Regions from separate parts of the Mus musculus genome. Here region 1 is linked to region 2. Evidence: chromatin contacts called from public HiChIP or PLAC-seq data. All regions are on one chromosome and are shown on one strand. The core of a region is the stretch at or near the end of the contact, and the rest is flanking DNA. Distances in the headings are between cores, read along the strand shown. Region 1 holds the start of Tecpr1 (tectonin beta-propeller repeat containing 1). Region 2 holds the start of Ccz1 (CCZ1 vacuolar protein trafficking and biogenesis associated).

Evidence for each region. HiChIP or PLAC-seq counts read pairs in DNA pulled down with a chosen protein or histone mark.
Region 1: an H3K4me3 HiChIP or PLAC-seq map of the 230-238 cell line shows a contact between it and region 2, with 26 read pairs. The contact joins the promoter of Tecpr1 here to the promoter of Ccz1 in region 2. A contact is called at or near these places in 9 of 39 promoter capture datasets (the 3T3-L1 cell line, 3T3-L1-derived adipocytes, the C10 cell line and 5 more), 1 of 484 Hi-C or Micro-C datasets (forebrain), 13 of 115 datasets of contacts at active chromatin or transcription factors (the 230-238 cell line, the SCID.adh cell line, bone marrow-derived macrophages and 6 more) and 4 of 9 other capture datasets (adipose tissue, embryonic stem cells, liver and 1 more).

What each region holds. Positions count from the first base shown.
Region 1 is chr5:144,221,941-144,227,475 of GRCm38.p6, forward strand. Tecpr1 (tectonin beta-propeller repeat containing 1) reads right to left here and starts at 1,675. Exons shown (of 25, transcript NM_027410.2): 1 at 1,555-1,675.
Region 2 is chr5:144,012,930-144,018,650 of GRCm38.p6, forward strand. Ccz1 (CCZ1 vacuolar protein trafficking and biogenesis associated) reads right to left here and starts at 1,924. Exons shown (of 15, transcript NM_177682.3): 1 at 1,770-1,924; 2 at 65-162. The coding sequence starts at 1,883. Gm24311 (a small nuclear RNA gene) reads left to right here and starts at 1,069; the gene lies at 1,069-1,172. Gm33427 (a long non-coding RNA gene) reads left to right here and starts at 2,230. Exons shown (of 2, transcript XR_377194.2): 1 at 2,230-3,047; 2 at 3,766-4,232.

The DNA.
Region 1 (5,535 bases), core at 425-2,924, 210 kb after region 2:
CTCTCAAAACAAAAACAAAAACCCACAAAGAGGTATGGGAAGATGGCTCAGTTGGTAAAGTGCTTGCATTGTAAGAAGGAGGACCCAAGTTTAACCCATGTTTTTTGTTGTTGTTTTTCTTTTTAAGTGAGTATGGGGGCATGGTCAGCTACATGGCTGATCGGGTGAAGATAGTGGCTGCGGAGCTGATCAACCTAAGTTCGGTCCCTGGGATCCACCTGATGGAAGGAGAGCACACATTCCAGCAAGCTGTCTTCTTATCTCCACCCATGAGCCACGCACGCATGCGTGTGCGCACACACGCAAAACACACACACTAAACTGTAAAAATACTTGTAAGTGAGCCACAATGGCACTTGCTTATAACCCTAGAGCTGAAGAGGTGGATGGATCCCTGGGGTTTCCTGGTTGGTTAGCCTAGCCTAATTAGTGGGCCCCGGGCTAGTGAGAAATCCCAGCTTTAAAAAAACAAAGTGGATGGTGCAGGTTGACCTCTGACTTCCACAGCCGCTTGTGCATCTGCACACACAAAGAAATTAAAAACAAAAACAACAGCAACAACAAGAAAACAGGGCTGGAGAAATGGCTCAGTGGTTAAGAGCACTGACTGCTCTTCCGAAGGTCCTGAATTCAAAATCCCAGCAACCACATGGTGGCTCACAACCATCTGTACAGCTACAGTGTACTCATATACATAAAAACAAACAAACAAACAAACAAACAAACAAAAAGCAGAGCAAGCAGTGGGCAGTAGATGCTCTTGAGGCCACAACACAGCACACAGAAGCCACAAAACGTTTACTTCTGCGGAATCTGTCTTCAGGCTGCAAGACTTCTTCTGGTTTTTCTATTACACCCTCACTCCTGTCTGATGTGCACTGGCTATTAAAGTTGTTTCCTGGCTGCCAAGCGCAGGGACCACTCCAAGGTGATGTTAGGGTTAAAAAAGAAGACAGGAAATATCAGAGCTTGTATGGGAGTGGGGGCCCTTCCTGGAGAGTAAATAGAGTCGGGCCCAGCCCCAGCCGGCAGGAAGCGACCTGGCTTTGATCCCAGTTCCTGCACTTGGGCGACAGGTGGGTCCCCTGCACTGTCACCAGGAGCATATGTCGGAGCTGTAGGGCTGTGACCATCTGCCTACACTAATCCTAAAGCAAGCAGATTTGCTCCCAACGTCAAGGGAGAAGAAAGGCTACAGACAGGCTCCTGGATGTTCCATTTCTCTAAAATCATGCAGGCTCGGCGATCGGCGTCTTCAAATCTCTGCAGTCCTAAGGCTGCAAAGGCTGCAATGGGGGTCATGCTATGAAGCGGGTTCACGAGCAGACATTTAGGGGTTCCAAAGCAGGGGTAGGGGTGGTGCCCTGTAGGTGTGCAGCAGAGAACACAAGTACAGTCCCCTCTCCCTCCCTCGATCGTCCCAGTTAACGCAGCCAATGGAGGAGAGGGATCGGAAAACTGGGAGCACCTCTGCTCTGTGCCACCCAAATAACATCGATCGGAGTCTCCACGGCCCTTGTCACCGATGTTACGGGGACATCGCGCCGCACTTACCTGTGCCCACGCCCGGTGGGGCGGGTTCCCAGCGGAGGCTTCTGTACTCCTCGGTTTTAGCTACAGTCCGGCCCTCCCCCGGCCTCAGGCTAGAGGGCGGGCCGGAAGCAATAATCAACTCAGCGTTGATCGGCCAGATTCGGAGTGACGCAACTGCCTGGAAGCTCACGATTGGCTGCTGCGCTCAGCCGCAATTTCTCCGGCTCGGGGTGGCGCGCGTGCGCACTCTCGAGGTCGCGCCGGGTCCCGCTAGCCAGCGGCGCTCTGTGCTAGTCGGGAGGAAAGGAGCGGGTTGCTACGTCCCCTCTCAGGACTCCGCGGGTCCCAGCGCGTCCTCACATGCCTGCTTCCTGCGCTCCAACCTTCTCCGGCACGTCCCTCCTTCTTGCCTGAAGCACTTCTCGTCTACACCGGCCTGCACCGCTCCCGAAGCGGAGTCAGGTTTTTTCAGGGTTGGATTTCTTTAGTTGACACAGGAGTCTGTTTTCCAGCCTTCATAAGAAAGGATAGTCGTCATTTCTAATTCTTCATTTCTTGTTTAAAGATTTATTTATTCTTATGTGCCTTGTGCAGTTTGCCTTCTTTTGCCTGCATTCATGTCCGTGTGACGTTGTCAGATCCCCTGGTACTGGAGTCACAGTTGTGAGCTCCCATGTGGATGCTGGGTATTGACACCGGGTCCCCGGGTTAGTGCTCTTAACTGCTGAGCCATCTCTCTAGCCTCTTATTAACTTTTTAGTTTTTAAAAAAATATTTATTTGTATGTGTGTTCCTGTGTGCACGTGCGCAATGCGCTAGGTGCAGAGATCAGAGGACAGCTTTCTAAAGTTGGTTTTTTTCCTACCACCGTGTGGGTCCCAGGGTTCGAACTCAGTACTTCAGGCTTCTCAGCCTTTACCTACTGAGCCACCTCACCGGTAAATTCTGTATTATTTTTTTTAATTAGTGTGTTTTAGATTTTGATTTGTTTATGTGTGAGAGTATAAGCAGATGTATGTGTTGTGTGTAGGGGTGTGTGTACCTGTATATAACCCACACAGGCCTGAAGAGGGCATCCACCGGGTGCTCTCTGCTGCTATTCTGCCTGTTCTGAGGCAAGGTTGCCTACTGTCTTCATTAGGCTGGAATCCAGCAACCCCCTGACACCCCCTGGTTTCTGCTCACCTTGGGGTTAAGGTTAAGTCATTTGCAGGGACACCTGGTGTGTTAAGAGGACGCTGGATCTGATTCTGGTCCTCACTGCAGAGCAGGTGTTCTTAATGTCTGAGCCATCTCTCCAGCCCCTCGTTAGTTTTAGGGGGTCTTTTTTTTTTCTCTCCTTACAACATTTATTTAGTGTATGTGTGTCTGTCTCTCTGTCTTTGGTCAGAGGACAACTTATTGGAATTGGTTGTCTAGTTCTATTGTGAAGCGAGAATCCATATTCAATTGAGTTCAGGTTTTCAGGTGAGTGTCTTTACCCTCTGAGCCATCTTGCTGACTTGCCTGGTTGGTTGGTTGGTTTGACACAGGGTCTCACTGAATTACTCAAGCTGGGATGGAATTCACGATGTAGCTCAGGTTAGCCTTGAACTTGCAACCTTCCTTCCTCAGCCTCCTGAGTGCCGAGATTCTAGGCTGTATCATGACACTTGATGTTTTGCTATATCTGGGGTGAAGGAAGGTGTGTGGTACGAGCATGCTGTTTGGTCTTTGCTTGCAGTGCTGGGGATCGAAGCGGGGCCTTGCCCGTGTTCTGTCACCTAGCTCTTCTCCCTTCTTAGCTTTTCTGTCTAATCAGGTTTGGGTCACTTGGCCATCACTGTGCATTGCCTAATGAAGAGTTCCAGAAATGGTTTAGAAAAAATACAGGGCTCACCAGCCTCTCCCAGAATTGACAGAGCCACTTTGCCTTCCCCACCAGGATGGGCTGGACTCTTGAAGTATGAGCCAAACTACAGCCTTCCGCTCTGGCCTCTAGATGGTCACACGCCCTTGTATATACGTGACAACACGCAAACCACACAGAACAAATAAAACTGAAATCAGAAGTGTGTCTGTCCCTCTCTCCTTGCCGGGGGTGGGGGGGGGGTGGGGGGGGGGGGAGGACACTGCCTACAGATGCTAGTTCATCAACGGATGTAAATGTAAGCAAGATGCCCTGAAGTGAAAAGGGAATTTTAGTTTTGTTGTTTTGAGACAGGATTTCAGTATGTAGCCTTGACTGTTCTGGAACTGGCTATGTAGACCAAGCCGATTCCAAGCTCAGAGATCTGCCTGCCTGTGCCTCGGGAGTATTTTTTTCCCCCTGAGACAGGGTTTCTCTGTGTAGCCCTGGCAGTCCTGGAACTCACTTCTCACTTTGTAGACCAGGCTGCCTCTGCCTCCCAAGTGCTGGGATTAAAGGCATGCACCACCACGCCCGGCTTGGTTCTTGTTTTTGTTTCCAATAATAATAATAATAACAACAACAACAATAATAATAATAATAATAATGCCACAAAACCTCTAGAATACAAACAGCAGTGGGCCATAGTCCCTTGTGGTGCCTAAGGAGCACAGGGACCTCCCGATCTCATTACAAAGCCCCTCAAGTGTGGCGAGGAAAGTACAGACGTTTACAGGTTCTAATCTGTATTAGCACAGCTGTTGTGTATTATAAAAGGAGCCAGGACACGTTTTGTAGAGCTAGGTATGGTGAGGTGGGAGGGATACCTCGGTGGGCCCATCCTCTGAGGCAGCCCTTCCCCTGAGGTATTGTATAGAATAGAGTTTATTTAGGGGCATGGGGTGGGAGTTGAGAAGGGAGGAGAGACAGGGAGAGGGAGAGAGGGGTCAGAGAGGGGAAAGAGGCAGAGAGAGTAAGAGAGCGAGGAAGCTGTCGTCAGGTAACTGCGGGCGGAGCCTAGAAGAAATGGGGCGGAGCCTAGAAATGGGGCGGAGCCTAGAAGAAATGGTAACCACAGCGATTTAAGCGAATTGGCCAAGAGATCTTCTCTCCGGGAGCTGAGAAGGTGCAGTGGGAAGAAGGAATGGATAAGAGAAGGCAGGGAAGATGGCGTGCAGCCCTAAGGGTCTGAGCTGGGCCAATAAAGAGGGCTAATGAAGTTAGGGGGGAACTGCTGTGGTCGGGTTAGGGATGGGAGGAGGAACCCCCAGGTTGATTACCTAACAAAAACTACTCTATAGGAGACAAAGGTTGCACTCCATAGCTGAGGTCCCCAGTGTACTTAGACGCACTAGTTACCATTCAGTTCTGTGAATTCACTTAGCTTGCTCTGGTGACAGCAGTTTGATTCTTTTTTTTTTTTTTTTTTTAAGTATCATTTAATGTATATGTAAGTACACTGTCGCTGTCTTCCGACACACCAGAAGATGGCATCAGATCCCATTACAGATGGTTGTGCGCCACCATGTGGTTGCTGGGAATTGAACTCAGGACCTGTGGAAGAGCAGTCAGTGCTCTTAACCATTGAGCCATCTCTCCAGCCCGAGGCACAATTTCTTATTCTGTACTTTGGACACCAGGCTAGCTGGCTTTGAGGATTCTACTCTGTCCACCACCCAGCTCTGTTAAGAGCCCTGAGATTACAGGCATGTGCTACTGTATCTGTATTTGTTTTAGTATCACTTCTAGAGATTCAAACTCAGTCCTCGTGATTAGGTGGTAGCAGAGGCTTTACCCACTGTGGTGGTTTAAATATGCTTAACCCAGGGAGTGGCACTATTAGGAGGCGTGGCCTTGTAGGAGGAGGTGCGTCACTGTGGGGGTGGGATTTTGAACTCCTCTTCCTAGCTGCCTGAAGATAGTTGGCTTCCTTTGGATGAAGATATAGAACTCTCAGTTCCTCCAGCGCCATGCCTGCCTGGATGCTGCCATACTTGCCACCATGATGATAATGGACTGAACCTCGGGACTTGTATGCCAGCCCCAATGAAATGTTATCCTTTATAAGAATGACCTTGGTCATGGTGTCTCTTTACAGCAATGGCAACCCTAAC
Region 2 (5,721 bases), core at 674-3,173:
AATATGGTGTAAATTGAAAGAATTCACCAGTCTTTACAAACAAAAAATATATGTAAACTATTACCTTGTAAACTGTACAATTGCTTCACATAATCCAACATTTCTAATTTTTTCATTCTTTTCTACTTCATTTGGATGGTAAAACAGAATTTTATTTTCTTCCTAACACAGAAAGAAAACAGAAACACAGCATTAATGTCAGGATTTATTCATCTTAACTCTGAAAGTGTTGAGTTTAACATCCAACTCTCCGATCATAGAGGCTAAGGACAACACCTAAAAATGTCTTTAGAAAACCAGGAATGGTTGGGTCTGGTGGCACACGTCACGAATCCCAGCACTCTGGAGGCAGAGATAGGAGAGTCTCTGAGTTGGAGGCCAGCCTGGTCTACAGAGTGAGTTCCAGGACAGCCAGGGCTACACAGAGAAACCCTGTATTGATGGGAAAAAACAAAAAACAAAAAGCACCTCCAAAAAACAAAATTCATTGTGATTTTGTAACTACTGCAAGCCATCAGTGTAAGAGGTAATTGTGATATTCACCAAATCACATCTCATCAGTAGGACAAGATGAAAGTCTCAGATTTCTTCCCATGTGTCAGAAACCCTCACAAGGAAGATGCAGGTGTGCGCGTGTACAAGAATACAGGATCCACAATTGCACCAAGTTGGTTCGGGAGCACTTGGGCTGACAGCCTCTAAATAGGGCTTTTTTTTTTTAAGATTTATTTATTTATTTATTTATTTATTTATTATATGTAAGTACTTATTTATTTATTTATTTATTTATTTATTTATTATATGTAAGTACACTGTAGCTGTCTTCAGACACACCAGAAGAGGGCATCAGATCTCATTACGGGTGGTTGTGAGCCACCATGTGGTTGCTGGGATTTGAACTTCGGACCTTCAGAAGAGCAGTCGGGTGCTCTTACCCACTGAGCCATCTCACCAGCCCCTAAATAGGGCTTTGATCTGCTTGCAACAAAACACAGTTCTAGGCATGTTTTGAGGAAGTTGCCACTGTCAACTCGGAGTAAAAAAAAACGCTTATAACTTCGATTTTGGGTGCTCCCTTCGGCAGCACATATACTAAAATTGGAATGATACAGAGATTAGCATGGCCCCTGTGCAAGGATGACACTCAAATTCGTGAAGCGTTCCATTTTTTTCCAACGTTTATCCTAGACACAGTGAAAAACTATTTCATTCTAATGTTTACCCTAGATAGAATGATTCTACTAGAGTTCGACTATGATACCTGAATATACACCTAAAGCACTCTTAACTCCTACCATCACAGAAATGCTTGCACATAAATCTTTATTGCTACATTAATGACATTAGCCACAAGCTGGAACCAGCATAGATATCAACCAAACAGTTTAGTGGATAGAAATGTGTTAAAACACAATGAGATTTTAGTTAGCCGGAAGGAAAAATAAAGTAACAGTAACATTTCCAGAAAACAAAACATCAATTTTGGGGAAAACAAGAAAAAAGAAAAAATTAACTTTGTGAAGCGCCTCCAAGTTTTTAGTTTTGTTTCATTTTCCCTCTTTTGGGAGCTCTGTCCTACCAATCTGGCTCCACCTTTGCAATCGAAGATTCCAAGAGAGGAGTCAAGTTCGATCTTAATTGCCCAGACCTGACGCGATGGGAAAGACTTTCAAGCCGGGCGGAGGGATTAACCTGGGACCTCCGTTGCCAGGACGGGCTGCGGCATCAGGGGCCGGGCACGGAGCAGGCTCGCGGCCCCTTCGGCTTACCTCTCCCTCGCGCGGCCCGAAACGGGGGTTGTAGATGAAGAAGCTCAGCAGCGCTGGCGGGAACTGCTTCTCCTGGGCCGCCCAAGCACCCGGCCCGGCCGCGGCTGCCGCCATCCCGGCCCGGCCCCCGTTTCGGGAGGCTCCCCTCCGCCCGCTCCGAGGCAGCAGCCTTAGGGAACACCGCACTTCCGCCTCGCTAGCCGGCGGCCCGGAAGAGCTCGAAACTGACCCAGAAGAAAAACCTGCAGTGCCCAGTCCCTCTCTGATAGGTCCGTGTGGAACCAGTTCCCTCGTGTTTATTGGGCTGGAGTGTTTTCAATTATATCAGCTCTCAGCTGGCTGTCATGGCTAAAGGCGAAGACCACGAATTTCAAGAGAAATGTAACAATGGATTGGGGTGGGGGGGGTGTTGTTTCTTTTCTTTTGTTTGTTTGTTTGTTTGTTTGTTTGGATAGGGGTTCACTATGTACACCAGGTTGGCCTCTAACTCACAGAGATCCTCATGCCTCAGCCTCCTGGGTGCTGGCATTAAAGGCGTCATGGATACGGTATTTTTTAAGTGTGAAAAAACGTTTAGGGGAACACATTTTTCTTGAAGGTAGCCAGTTTACATCTGTTGTTGGTTGGTTTTTGGTTTTGTTGTTGTTGTTGTTGTTGTTGTTGTTGTTGTTGTTTTACATTTATTTATTTGTCCTCCAGGGAGGGGGATGTCCTGGCACGTGTATGAAGGTCAGAGGACAACTTGTTGAAATTGCTTCTCCCCTTCAGCACCACATAAACTGGGTGTGGCTGGCACGCCCTGGTGTGGTGGAGGCAGGAGGATCATAAGTCAAGGTCAACCTCGAATATATAGCACTTTTACTTACATCAATTATAAGCAATGGACTATAAGCAAAAGCAAAAATGTCCAAATTTACCTTGCCACAGAACTGGAGAGATGGTTCTACAATTAAGAGCACTGGCTGCTTTCACTAAGGACCTGGATTTAGTTCCAGCTCATAATGGCCAATAACTCCAGCTGCAGGGCATCTGATGCCTCTTTTGGCCTCTGTGGGCACTTGCTCAAATGTGGCACACATAAATTCATGCAAGCACACATATACGTATAAAATAAATCAATCCTTTTTTTTTTAATCTACCCTATCACCAACAAAGCTGATTTTCTTGGAACAAGTGAAAACCTGTAAATCTATAGTCTTCTCAGTGAATAAATCAACAGGCCTAGTGGAAAATATCCTGTCGATTCAGATTTCATCTGTCTTCTAAAGTGTTTGTGAGGTAATCCTATACCCTAGCCGTTACAGAAGAGATACGGGGTAGGTTTTTGCTTGAAATTGGATTCGTGAGCAGTCGTTTACGCAACACTAAACTGTAGTTGCTACACAGAACTATGTAAGCATGCAAATCGACAAGTGTTTCCCATACGTGCTTCATTTTCATTTTGATACAGAAAGAACTATTTTGAAAATCTATAGGTTCTCTAGGCATGGGGGCACAGGCGCTCAGGGTGTTGAAACAGGTGCATTACCAGCTATAAGATAGTCTGAGCTACAGAATGAGTCCCTGTCTCAAAAACAGTTTTGTTGTTCCTATAAGCAAATAAATCAGGGTCTCACATAGCCTGGCTTCAGGATCGATATGTAGTCAGGAATGGCCTTGAATTCCTGATCCTGATGTTTTGACTTCCAAATTCTGGGATTTCCAATGTGCACCACCAGACTCAACCATTAAGCCACCCACAAAGCTGGCTTTAGTGTCAAGTCCATTTAATCCCAAACTACTTCACCAAGCTACAAGCTAAGACTGTAGTTAGATTTAAAAAAAAAATAGTTCAAATTAAAGCCAGTGTTGCAGCCTTATTTTATAAACAAGCAAGACGAAAATAAAAAGAGACTTAGTTTTTCAGTTATGGAAAACATATTGCAATCTAGACCTTCATTTTAAAGTCACAATATTCCACTCCATGCTGAGAACATATTTTGTTGGTCATTTGCAGAGCTGGTGGAAATAGTCAAGTCTAGCATGAAAACAAAGCTCTTTGTATTCATGGTGACTCCTCTGGCTGATAGACTGGCTAGAGTCTTCCTGTGTTGGTCCTGGAGTTGCTACATTTAAAGTTTTCCCTCAGTCCAGAAAACTACAAGAAAGTCAAAACTGAGGAGAAATGTGAGAAACAAATTTATACAAGACATGCAAGTGTGTGTGAGAGTGTATCAGTAAGTGTCCATGCCACAGTATGTGTATGGAGGTCAGAGGACAACCTTCTTCCATCTCATCTGAGGAGGATCTCCATTGTTTTCCTGATGCGTACAGCAGGCTAGTCTCTCACAAGCTCTCCGAGATTCTCCTGCCTCTAACTGCACAGCAAACGCTTTTACCCAGTTAGCCAGCTCCCTGGTCCCTGATTGCTTGTTTCAATTATTCCTCCTCCTAAATAAAGACTGTGAAATTAATTTCCTAAAACCAAGTTTGAAGAATATATATGAAGAGTATTTGGGATTGTTTGTTTGCCTGGGGCTTGTTATTTGTTATAGCTTTGGGTTTTGTTTTGTTTTGTTTTGTTTCACTAATATGTTTAGTGTATAGGCAGTAGTAGTGTAAGAGAGCCCCAGAACATGGTAAGTGTGGACATTGGTTTAAAAGTATGATACCGGGCTGGAGAGATGGCTCAGTGGTTAAGAGCACCGACTGCTCTTCTGAAGATCCTGAGTTCAAATCCCAGCGGCCACATGGTGGCTCACAACCATCAGTAAACGAGATCTGACACCCTCTTCTGGTGCATCTGAAGACAGCTACAGTGTACTTACATATAATAATAAATAAATCTTTTTTTTAAAGTATGATACCATTGGGAGTGGAGAGATGACTCAATAGGTAAAGTGTTTGCTGTACAAGCATGAGGGCCTGAGTTCAGATCCCCAGCACCCAAGCAGAAAGTTGAGCAAAGCATTGTGGGCCTTTGCCCCCAGCACTGAGGATCCAGAGATGGACGGACTTGCTGGCCAGCCAGCCTGCCTAGCCTTATCAGCCCTAGTTCAAGTGAGAGACACACCCAACATTGATTCCTGACCTACACACACGCGCGCACACACACACACACACACACACACGATTATGAACTGTTAAACAATCTCCTAGAAAAATGCTCATGACTCTCGGGTGTCCCCAGCTCTCAGGGTCGGCCAGAGCTTTAGGTGCCCCTTGGAAAGCAGCCTAATGAGAAATTCCTGGCTCGAAACTCCCCAACCCTGTAACAGGACCCTGGAGGCTAGCCTTCAACGGGACCAGCAAGTCTAGGTGTGACCGGCTCAGGTGTTGTCACCTATGAGCCAGGAAAATGGTAGCTGAGAAGAAAGGAGTAGGGGCTGGGGGTCATACGAGGGCAACCGAATCTGAACACTTGTTTTTCCCAGAGGAAAACGTCAAAACAACTTCAAAATGAGCTGTTCATGTTGAGCTGTAACAGCAAGCAGTCTGAGCTTTATAACCCTATCCAGCTGTCTTGTCTCTTGCTTGTATTTAGATTTCTCTTATTGCAATTGAATGCCCAGCAGCAGTAAACAAATGCGTAAGGATATATATATATATATATATATATATATATATATATATATCTTTTTTTTTTTTTTTTTTTTTTTTGGTTTTCGAGACAGGGTTTCTCTCTATAGCCCTGGCTGTCCTGGAACTCACTCTGTAGACCAGGCTGGCCTCGAACTCAGAAATCCGCCTGCCTCTGCCTCCTGAGCGCTGGGATTAGCGTAAGGATATTTTTAAACTAACATTCATCTCTTGGCAGGAAGGGGCACTGTGCCACAGCGAGATTGCAGAGGCCAGAGGATAACTTCAGGAATCGGTCTCTCTCCTTCTACCACATATGTCCTGAAGATGGAACCGAGGTCATCTGGTCATCTGCGGAACTCGCCTTCACTGGCTCAGAAAGGGTGTAGCCCAA